Linked DNA regions of Mus musculus: regions 1 and 3 are each linked to region 2. The links are chromatin contacts, called in public HiChIP or PLAC-seq maps. All regions are on one chromosome and are shown on one strand. Each heading gives the region's core, a stretch centred on a gene start, on an enhancer-like site or on the middle of the called end of the contact. The rest is flanking DNA. Distances are from core to core; before and after follow the strand shown.

Region 1 (3,105 bases), core at 473-2,972, 490 kb after region 2:
GTTGGAGATGAGGAGAGGGTGGCGATGTGTTTGCCACATATTGTCCTTTACAGTACCTTAAGATAGTGACAAGTGCACATGCCAGTTCCACCAGCTCATATGGAAAGTGAGGTGTTGCTTTGACTGACTGAATATGTGTGCCTATACACACACGTGCATGCATGTATGTGCATGGAAACATTCACAGAGCGAAAGTGTCTATACTCCTGCCAGAGTACTATTCGAGAATGTGCCAGCCAGCATCTCTAGCTTCCTAATAAGTTTATCTCCCTGTTGGGCTCTAGTTAGGGTGATCAGTGATGACCCTCTGCTGCTGTCATCACTGACACCAGCAGTTTTGGTAAAGGGAAGATGACGCACAGTGAGGTGAGACCTTGCAAAAGATATTCTACAGGGAGGGTGAGTGATTCTCCCAAAATATGGAAGAAGAATATCCACCAGGAGCCTCTATGATGCAGCTGAAGAGAAGCAAGTGTTCCAAGCAGGGGGCTGATTCATCAGCTGGTCAGTGAGCTTCGCAGGAGGAACGAGCCTGGAAAGCAGGGCACCATTGCCTCTGTTTCCAGTGACCTGCCCACAGCTAGCTTCTTGTCTAACCACACCAGAGCCCAAAGTCCCACTCTCTTTCTTAGTAAGAACAGACACTGCAAATAGGCTGGAATTCCAGGGGTAGTGCCATGGGGCACAAGAGACATGACATTGCATCCTAATGGCCTGTCGGTCAGCAAACAGTCACAAAGTGTCTCCTGGTGAGCTACGGCAGGTGAGTAACAAGCAGCAAGAAGTGGTCTCTCCTCACAGGACAGTCAGGTGTGTGGGCAAGAGACCAGAGGACAGGACGCTAGGACTCGGGAGCCCACCCTTCCCCCAGGAAGGTCATATCTGAGGCCTCAAGTGTCTGCTCTTGTCCTGCTGTTCTGTGGTAAAAGGCATGGCTTGGAAGAGCCCAGGGTATGGCAGAACTCATAGGCATGGAGGACAGTTCAGGCCTGGGATAAGTCTCCTGCTTTTTCTACCTCCTAGATTGCTGCTTCTGGGATCAGTCTCAGAGTAAAGCTTTCTGAAGGAAAAGATCCAAGGCTGTCAGCTTTGATGGCAGTTCAGTCATGGGGGGTCTAGGAACAGCTGGAAGGAATTGTTGATTTCTCACGTCAGCGTTAACATGTACCTGGATGGTATTTGGTTTTAAGCCCTTCTGTGCTGGGATATTCGGTCCTTCAGATTGGCTGTGGTTGGTGTGGCACTGCCCTTTGCAGGTAGAAGTCTAAGGGGCAGGTTTTTCAGTACTATCCCCAAGACTCCACCCTCATTTTCCAGCATCCATAACCCTTCCAAAAACAAACTTGACAGTGTTGATAGAATGAGGGCTTGATGTGTCCAGAGCAAGCCTGACTTCAGCTTGTTCTTATGAAGTTTGTTAACTTCAGTCTAACTTTGAATCGTTTAGAGCCAAATCCTTGGACATAGAGCTCTAGAAATATTCTCCACCCCACCCCCCAGCCCCTGCCCTCGGACCAAACATATCCTATTGACCCTTTAGTAAGTTTGTGTGTGCGTGCGTCAAAGCTGGTAGAAATGTTTTTGTCTGTGTGATGTTGCCATGGCAACCAAGAGGGCATCTCTTTGGTTTTCAAAGGATTTGTTCAGCAGAATTAAGTGTTACTTTGGAAGGGAAAACATTTCTTGGAGCTCGGCCAGCGGGTGCTGAGCGGCCACTGGGTCACTCCTTCTCGCCTAGAACTCAAAATGCCCCATGAGACCTCAGGGGGTTTGTTCCCTGTGGAGCCTTGGATGAGCCAGTGGCAGGCAGTGTTTTTCTCTTTTAAGCAACTTGGCTTTCTGTCGTCCTTTAGGGGAGGCATAGAGCTGGGCCCTTTTAGAGAGGGGACTTAACACCTGCTATTCCCTTCAACCTGGCCTCCACTCCAGTGGCCTACTGGCCGCTCTGTGGGTCTCTGGGAATCTTTTTCTCTCCCCCTGGAATATCTAGCCTGAGGGCTGCCTGGGTTACAAGCCAGGAGGTTTAACGTCTTTCTTCAGTTCTGAGGCCTGGAACTAATTTTTTAATCTTTGAAGCCTTGAGTTTCCTGTTCTATGAAGTGGGAATGATAATAACTCACATAAATTTTATGTGTGCATGTGTATGTGTGTATGTGTGTGTGTGTGTGTGTGTGTGAACTAATTAGGCAATGAAAATTGTGATAGTTTGTAACTTGATTTTTGGCTATTTTGCAGGTTCTTTCTTCTACCTTTCTCCACCCCTCTTCTTCCACCCTTTCAACCCCCTAACACTAGGGAGAAGAGAAAAAAGGATAGAGGGGAAAGGGGGCAACCATATCATTAGGCTATTTCCTGCTGATTAGGGTGTCAAATTCCTTGGAGCAAGTTTGATCATTTCCATCACAATATCTAATTTTTTCTTTTTGTCTCTTCAATGACGATGACTTGACAAACTGCAACCAACAGCATCCAACCACCAACCAGCCCACCATCCCCTTCTATATGGCTCTAGCATTTATATAGCCTCTGAAAATTCCCAGCATTCCAACCATCATACACTCGCAGAAGCTATCTGCAGCTGGCAAACCCACATCCCTGCTAAAGCACGAGGCAAATCATAGTCTCCTGCTGTGGACAATCTGAAGCAGCCCCATATCCCACACCTGGGATTAAAAGAAAAACATATTCCCATGATATTTCTGGGTTTTTTTTTATTATTTTAAGAAACCAGAATTCTCACTACAATAGTTGACAATAATTAAGATGGCAAATACACTAAGGTGGACAGTGTTTGCTGCAGGTACTGTTAGAGTGTTGGGTAGACACCCTTTGTTCACTCTTTGCAGCCTACAGGTGAGCTTGTTCCCTCCTTCCCCTTGCCTCCTTGATGGTTTCCATGGTGATGACACTGATGCTGATGCCATCATTTAGTGGTTCAAGTCTTTAAGGATGAAGAACACTTGGGAAATTGGAGGAAAACTGCCAGTTCTCTCTTCCTCAAGTGGTAATGACCCAGACCCAGAATGTTGCATACAAGTTAGCAGATTGTTGCTCTCAGAGATTGGCCCAGTGTCCTTTAGAGCTCCAGAAACCTCAGGCTAACCC
Region 2 (3,401 bases), core at 891-3,390:
TAAATTAACAATCCTCCTGCCTCTGCCTCTGTTGTGATTACAGGCATGTCCCCTGCTACTACGGTAAATTTAATAGTTAAACTTCCCACTTTTAACTTGGTAGATACTATGGATCTAAATGTCTTCACCATGTGATCTAAGAATTTACATTAATAAATAAATAACATTAACTACAGGTTTTATTTTTAAATTCTATTTTGAGAAAGGAGGGCTGTAAAGATAGCTTAGAGCTCAGTCCCTTCCCTTTCCTTACTAGAACCAATCACTCTAAGTAACTGATCACTTCTAAATTCCTAAATTCCTACTAATGAGACATCAGGTAAAGGCTTTCAGGACCCACACCAGGCCCCACCCAGTGGAGTGGCTGTGAGCAGTGGTTGCTCATTGATATACCAGGAACAGGCTCAAGCAGCCAAGGTGAGGGTGCCCTTACGGTTAGGGCCTCCCGCCTACCAGCAGGACTTCTGACCAGAAAAATTTGCTTTCAACATCAACGCTTGAGGCACAGATGCAGAAAATGGGACCAAGGGAAGTAAGGTTAGCCATTTAAGGCCTCAGAGCTAGTTTCTGCTATGGTAAGTTAGCACTTACCTACACTGGTAAGTTAAGAGCAATTCATATAGATAGTAGAGACTGGGCCCCCTTCACTTTTAGACACCAGGCAGTACACCATTCTTAAAGAAAGGGATTTGGAAGGCAACAACTCAGAGAACAGAGATACACTGTTTCCTCAGTAACTTTGGGAGCCCGGGTTAACAATCCTCTATTACAACCATGAAACTAAGGGCTCAGTGTGTATTTCTGCTGAATCTGCTACTTAGCAGACGATGATGCGAGGCAGAGGGAGGTCACATGGGGCTGGCACCTGAATTTTCAGTTCAGTATGGTGCCCTCAGGAGGTGCTGATCCAAGGGTGGGGTTTCAGTGAACACTGCCAAGGACAGCATTGAGCTAACATCTAAATGCTTCCAGGAGATCTGTCAGGAACAGCATTTGGAGGCCCAGTAGGTTAAAGGGCTGACATTTTAAAATGTTATCTTACAAAGAAATCCAGTATCAAATTATGACCTTTGTGAATTCCAATGGTTCATGTAAATAACATATACATAATTTTTTAAGCACAGAAAAAACCCCAAAGCTTTTTCCATATATATTAAATTTATATTAAACTTTTGAAACAAAAAGGTTACTTTAACCCTGGACAACCCTATTCCTCTTCAAAAATTAAAATTTCCTTCTGGATTTCTGTAAAAGTTAACCAAAAGGATACAGCATTCGTGACTATCAAACGAAAAATTTAAGAAAACTTATTAACGAAAAACTCAGGATGATACTTCATTTGACATTGCAACAGTATAGACTGGACTTTAAAAATACCTTTTGGTTCTCCATTTTGTCAATTCCTCATACATTTAGTGTGTCTTTAAAAACGAAAAATCTGAAGTTCCTCCCCAAGTTCCAGTGGTTTAAGTAGTCCAATCGATTAAAGTTTTTTACTATCCTTAAAAGGAAAAAAAGTAAAGCAAGAATTAAGAGCTGATGAAAATGATTCACGTACACAAGAGCCCCCGGAAACAAACAAAAAATGACAAACCAGGTTTATTTTTGCCTTGAGGACAGACATTGCCTCTAGGCAGACCGCGCCAACAGACAGCAGTAAATTCCTCCATCAAACCCTTCTGTCACGAGACTTCAAGCAAACACAGAATCTACAGTGACAGTCCTCTCTCAGGTTCGAGATGGCTGTAGCAAGCACCCACCTGTGCACTGATCCGGGCTGCGGACGGAGCGCACGAGCCCGGGTTCCGATGGAGCACGCACCGAGCCTGCATCGGGGGAGATGCTGAAGTTTCTCGCCTGACACACACGTGCACAGGCTCAGAAGGAAGGACTTGTGAAGTGGCCTGAGAACAACCCTCCAATTCAGCCTCTGCGCTCTAAGCGCACGACCGGGCATTTACAAAGGGCTTTGGGATCTTGACCCCCTTTTTCAGGCTTCTTTCAATACACGAAGTACTGGGGCGAGGGAAGGATTCCCTAGGTGCCGAAATCACCGCGATGCCAAAGCGCACCGTACGCTGCGCTCCCGGTCCCAGGTACAGTCCCCAGCAGTAGCCCGCGTCCCGCCCGGCGCAAGCACTGGCTCCTCCTCCCCGCCAACTGCACCGCCCCCGGGGGCAGCCAGACAGCATCTCACGGTTTCCAGGGCGACGGCTCCGAGCCAATCAGTAAGCCCGGTGAAGGCCTGCGATTGGCTAGAGGTCCCCAAGGCGGGGCCGGACCTTCCGCCTTCGATTTAAAAATTTGGCGCGGAAAGCGGGACCGTAGCTGGCACCGCCCCCGAGTGCGCGGGGCTGGAGCGCGGGCGAGCCCCTCCCCCGCCCTCTGCGCGGGAGCTCGGCTCCTCCCCACGGGCCCCGGCGGGGCGGGAGGCGGGAAACGGCCGCCTTCACCCTGGCCTTCCCGGGATCCCACAACCCCGCCGCAGCAGTCTGCTCCCCGCTCACCTGTCAATCCTCCTTCAGAGCTGACGGTCCGGGGTGGCCCCGAATCCTGGCTGCGCGTCTCAGGGAGCCAGCGCGTCTCAGGGAGACTCGCTTAGCCCCGCCGCGCAGAGGTGGGTGCCGGGGGCGCCACCGGGGCCGGGGCTGGGGGGGGCCGGCGGGCGGGCCGCGGGAGCGTGGCCGTCCAGGAGCAGTCCAGCCCCCGATTTGAAATTAACCCGCTCCCGGCGCGAGCCGCTCCCGCGGGCGCGGAGCCTCCCCTCCCCCACGCCCGCTCTCCCGGCCCGGGGCCCCGCGCGCCAATCCGCGCCTCTGCACTGCCGCCGCGGCGAATCAGACTGTAGGCACCACCCTCCGACCCCGCCTACAGCCAGACTTGGGGAAAAGTCCTCAAAAACTTTTCCTTTTTCTTTTTTCCTTTTCTTTCTTTCTTTCTTTCTTTTTTTTTTTTTTTCTTTTTGCAAACACCATTTATCCGAGATCGAAGTTGGGGGATGAAATTTGGCTGGTCCAGAGCTGGCTGGCTAGGACTCGAGGGCTCCCCGCCATCCCCAGCTTGGTGCCACGTCAACCGGGTCTGCTCACCTGCCCTCTGGACCCTAGCGACACCGTTCCCTCTGCGACCCTTTGCATGACTGCTTAGCAGCTTCTGCTCCACGGTTTCCAGAAAGAAACGTGTGAGGAGGAAAGAGCTTCGTTGTCTGAAGCCCAAGGATGCGGGGCGTTGGCCGATCTCTGAACACGCAGGTGTGGGAGGAGGGAGAGAAACTCAGAAAACCCGCCAAGCCTGTCCCCAGTGTCCTGCGTCTGCCGATCCCCTCTTTGCTCTTTCCCGCTTTTCTTCCTTTTCCTTTTATGAGCTTCTGACATCGGCCTGGTATATCGAACAGGTCAAGG
Region 3 (3,108 bases), core at 59-2,558, 450 kb after region 2:
CTGAGAGCAGAGAGTTCAAAACCAACCTGAGCTACATAGTGGCACTCTGTGTCAATAAATAAAACAAAGCAAAGCCACTTTCAGCTTTACCCAGCCTCAGCCTCTGTTGGGTAAGAACAGAGGGCAGTAGAGGGAGAGGGCGTTTCATGGACATCTGAAATGCATTTGTAAGACAAAGACTCACAACCACCCAGGCACCTTGCCACTGTTTGGTTCTAAAGGCTGGGGTGTTCACCGCTACGTTTCTTTCTAGGATCCACACTCAAGTCAACCAAGGGAAGCTTTCCAGGAAGAATATCCAGCAGCCCATGGGGCTAAGAAGGTTCTTCATGACTTGATGTTTGGGAAAACTTAGCATGGAGGTCAGGCTTAGGATTCTATGACAAGATGTCAGCATTGGGCCTGAGCATTTGAGAAGCCCCCTTCTGTGTCTCAGGACCGTCTGACTCTGGGTGCAGGGAGGTGCTGTGATATTCATTATATGGGAAAGGTCCCCTAGTAGATGGGGCCACGTTGACACAGAGACTACATCATTGCAAGTCTCTGTGGTCAGTGGGCTGGCCTCCTGTTGGCATGTCTTTTAAATAAGACAGTGTTCATCTTGGTTTCTTATGAATGATGGATTCAGGAGCAACCCAACGAAGCAGGTAGACCTCGTTGTAGTCGTGTTGGTTAGGAGCAGGACATCAGTGTTTGTTCATCCTGAGAAACAATTTTGGGCAGCAAGGCATAGTCACCGGGGACAGGCCATCGGTGGAGTCTTTGTTGTCCCACACAGGCTTCAAGCAAAGTGTTAGAGGCACAAATATAGGCTGTTCTCCAACCCCAGTATCCATTAACCCTGATTGGAGAGCACAGACAGACGTGTGCAGTGGCTTCCTGTCTGCTACAAGCAGCCCTTTAGATCACGGAGAAAGGCCATTGCTCTCTAGTTCACCACACCCTCCTGCAGACAGTTGCATATTCCAGACAGGGCTCTATCTCCTCCAGCATTGCCGCATCTCATCTCTTGCAAGATTTCATTAAAGCTCCTCCAGGGGGGATTGGAGTGGGGAGTTACTGTGGTGGGAGATTACCAAGGTCAATCCTTCTGCAGTGCTTTCCCTCCTGCTCATTCTTGGCACCAAAATATTCCCAGGCGAGCACATTATGCTGGTGTCATGTATCAAAACTATATAACAGATTCACCAGGCATCTGCTGAACCGAGACACTGCCCCTGATTGCAGTGAGTGTAGTGTTGGCCTTGGGAGTATGGACGAGAACTGCTTCCTCTAGTGAGTGCCAGCTCCCCATTAGCTGAGAGCACCCATCACATAGGAGAGACTGCTGGGGCTGCTCTGTCTAGGATCAGGTTAGAGGCCACGAAAAGACTGAACTGTGGAGCTCTTCATCCTTCCAAGCTCTCTGCTGCATTAGTGGGAGCCACGCTTCACGGTGACTCCATGTGTGGGGGTGGGTCCTCTTGTGAGGTTCAGGAGTCACTGCCATCTCCCGGGTGCCAGTGTCCTCCCTGTGAAATGGGACAGCAATCCTTTCCTCACAGGGCACTGTGAAGTTTCCCTGAGGTGCCACATGTGGTAGATCGGAGTTCTGGTGCATGAGGGAGTTGCCAGACACACAGGAAGTCACTCCCTTACAGACACACAAGTGAAGGATGACACACGGGCCGGGGAGACCATCACTCTCTCCTGCTTGGCAGTGGAAAATCCCTCTGTACAACAGAACCAGTTTTACCTGCAAGCACGAAGGAGCCAAGTGGAAAATAAAATAACCGCAGCCTGATTGGTTTGGCATACGTTTCCTGGGCCTCACCCAATCTGTGGCTTAAAGGATTGGGAAATGGCCAAATAAACATGGGCCTTTGTCTAGGAATGTTTGGCCATGGTAAGGGGAAGCATGGGGTGCGCTAGGATTAAGGCTGAGGTGGCAGGTGTAATGACCATGGCCAGTTGGCTTAGTGACTTTTCTTAGTCACTTTCTAGTGTGTTTGGGTCAGTGTGGGAGGAGCCAGGCTTCGGGTGATTAGGGGAGGGTGCACATCTCTTCTGATCTGTGTAGCCTGCCCTGGCTGAAAACCTATAATAGGCATTCATCTAGTTTTATACAACTTTACCAAAGAAGACAGGATGGGGAAAGAACTCATTTTCACTTGTGTCTCCCAAATATACATCCAGTTAGAGTCCTGGAGTCATTTGTACTCTCTCTTGCCTACCTTGGTGCAATGGCAACCATGGTCCCCATTCCTCTCAGACATGACAACCTAATGCTTGGTTAATCACCAACAAACAATGGTCCAGTTTCGTCCTCTTGAAGTGCAAGGTGGATTTTATCCTGGTCAGCTTTCAGGGATCAGATCTGCGGGGTGGTGTTCAGGAAGGGTGCCATATAAATAGTATTGTGATAGCTATGACAGTCCATTTATTGGTGATGTTGAATGATAGATGGCAGAGTGGAAAATTATTCTTTGTGATTCATCAAACCCATCTTTTCTTCCTTTAGTCCTTCAGTTTGTCATCCATCCATCTGTCTATCCATCCACCCATCCACCCATCCATTTACTCATCTAGTACTTACTGTTACTTGAGTAGACAGTATCTGTAAAGCCAGTAGAAATAGTAACTGTAGGTCTTGTCTTCAGAGACCTTAACAGGTGCAATAGAAGTTAAGAAAAATATAGATGATATGATGAAAAGGGCAAGATTTATTTTTTTGGTGGGGGAAGGGATTAGCATTTGAATCCAGATTTTGTTGAGGATCCCAGAGGACACCCCTCCCCACAACTTGTGAGGCCTGAGCTTTCCAGCCATAGAAGTTAATACCAAGGGACTAGAAGAGGCCATTCTCCATGAGGAATTGCAGGCACCTCCTCCTCTGAGGAGGAACAGGAGGAGGTAGGGGCACCTGCTTACAGTGCAGGTCATAAACAAGTCAGGGAGATTGGGACGCGCTTGTGCAGCGCTCAGACGTGCTTTCATGGTGGATGTGGACCAGAGGAGGCTTTCTGAACTTCACTACAGTCTGCCTAGATATGCAATGGGGTCTTTCAGTTTTTGAGTTCCATTTGGGCTCCGAGTTGGAGCAGTCTCCATGAGGGCTGGCAGCTGACT

The links. HiChIP or PLAC-seq counts read pairs in DNA pulled down with a chosen protein or histone mark.
Region 1: an H3K27ac HiChIP or PLAC-seq map of stem cell-derived neural progenitor cells shows a contact between it and region 2, with 3 times the contacts expected there. The contact joins the enhancer-like site here to the promoter of E2f8 in region 2. A contact is called at or near these places in 3 of 39 promoter capture datasets (cranial neural crest, hippocampal neurons and liver), 2 of 484 Hi-C or Micro-C datasets (muscle stem cells and myocytes), 4 of 115 datasets of contacts at active chromatin or transcription factors (embryonic hindbrain, embryonic stem cells, hepatocytes and 1 more) and 1 of 9 other capture datasets (macrophages).
Region 3: an HNF4G HiChIP or PLAC-seq map of pancreatic cancer cells shows a contact between it and region 2. The contact joins the enhancer-like site here to the promoter of E2f8 in region 2. A contact is called at or near these places in 4 of 39 promoter capture datasets (cranial neural crest, hematopoietic stem and progenitor cells, hippocampal neurons and 1 more), 2 of 484 Hi-C or Micro-C datasets (bone marrow-derived macrophages and embryonic stem cells), 2 of 115 datasets of contacts at active chromatin or transcription factors (embryonic stem cells and pancreatic cancer cells) and 1 of 9 other capture datasets (embryonic stem cells).

The regions. Positions count from the first base shown.
Region 1 is chr7:49,374,074-49,377,178 of GRCm38.p6, forward strand. All of the region lies in intron 3 of Nav2 (neuron navigator 2), which reads left to right. Among named protein-coding and RNA genes, the nearest start is that of Gm51448, 25 kb to the left of the region's middle. Within about 2 kb of position 1,723, at least 23 of the 459 cell types and tissues checked have an H3K27ac peak or open chromatin away from gene starts, as enhancers often do. A contact at or near this core is called in muscle stem cells and stem cell-derived neural progenitor cells, where this site is marked.
Region 2 is chr7:48,878,901-48,882,301 of GRCm38.p6, forward strand. E2f8 (E2F transcription factor 8) reads right to left here and starts at 2,141. Exons shown (of 13, transcript NM_001013368.5): 1 at 1,761-2,141; 2 at 1,378-1,501. The coding sequence starts at 1,392. It overlaps Gm2788 (predicted gene 2788), which reads left to right and starts at 2,400. Exons shown (of 2, transcript NR_155436.1): 1 at 2,400-2,617. LOC115486422 (a long non-coding RNA gene) reads left to right here. Exons shown (of 3, transcript XR_882082.2): 3 at 1,621-1,724.
Region 3 is chr7:49,330,998-49,334,105 of GRCm38.p6, forward strand. The region is part of intron 1 of Nav2 (neuron navigator 2); the gene reads left to right. Among named protein-coding and RNA genes, the nearest start is that of Gm51448, 18 kb to the right of the region's middle. Within about 2 kb of position 1,309, at least 39 of the 459 cell types and tissues checked have an H3K27ac peak or open chromatin away from gene starts, as enhancers often do. A contact at or near this core is called in pancreatic cancer cells, where this site is marked.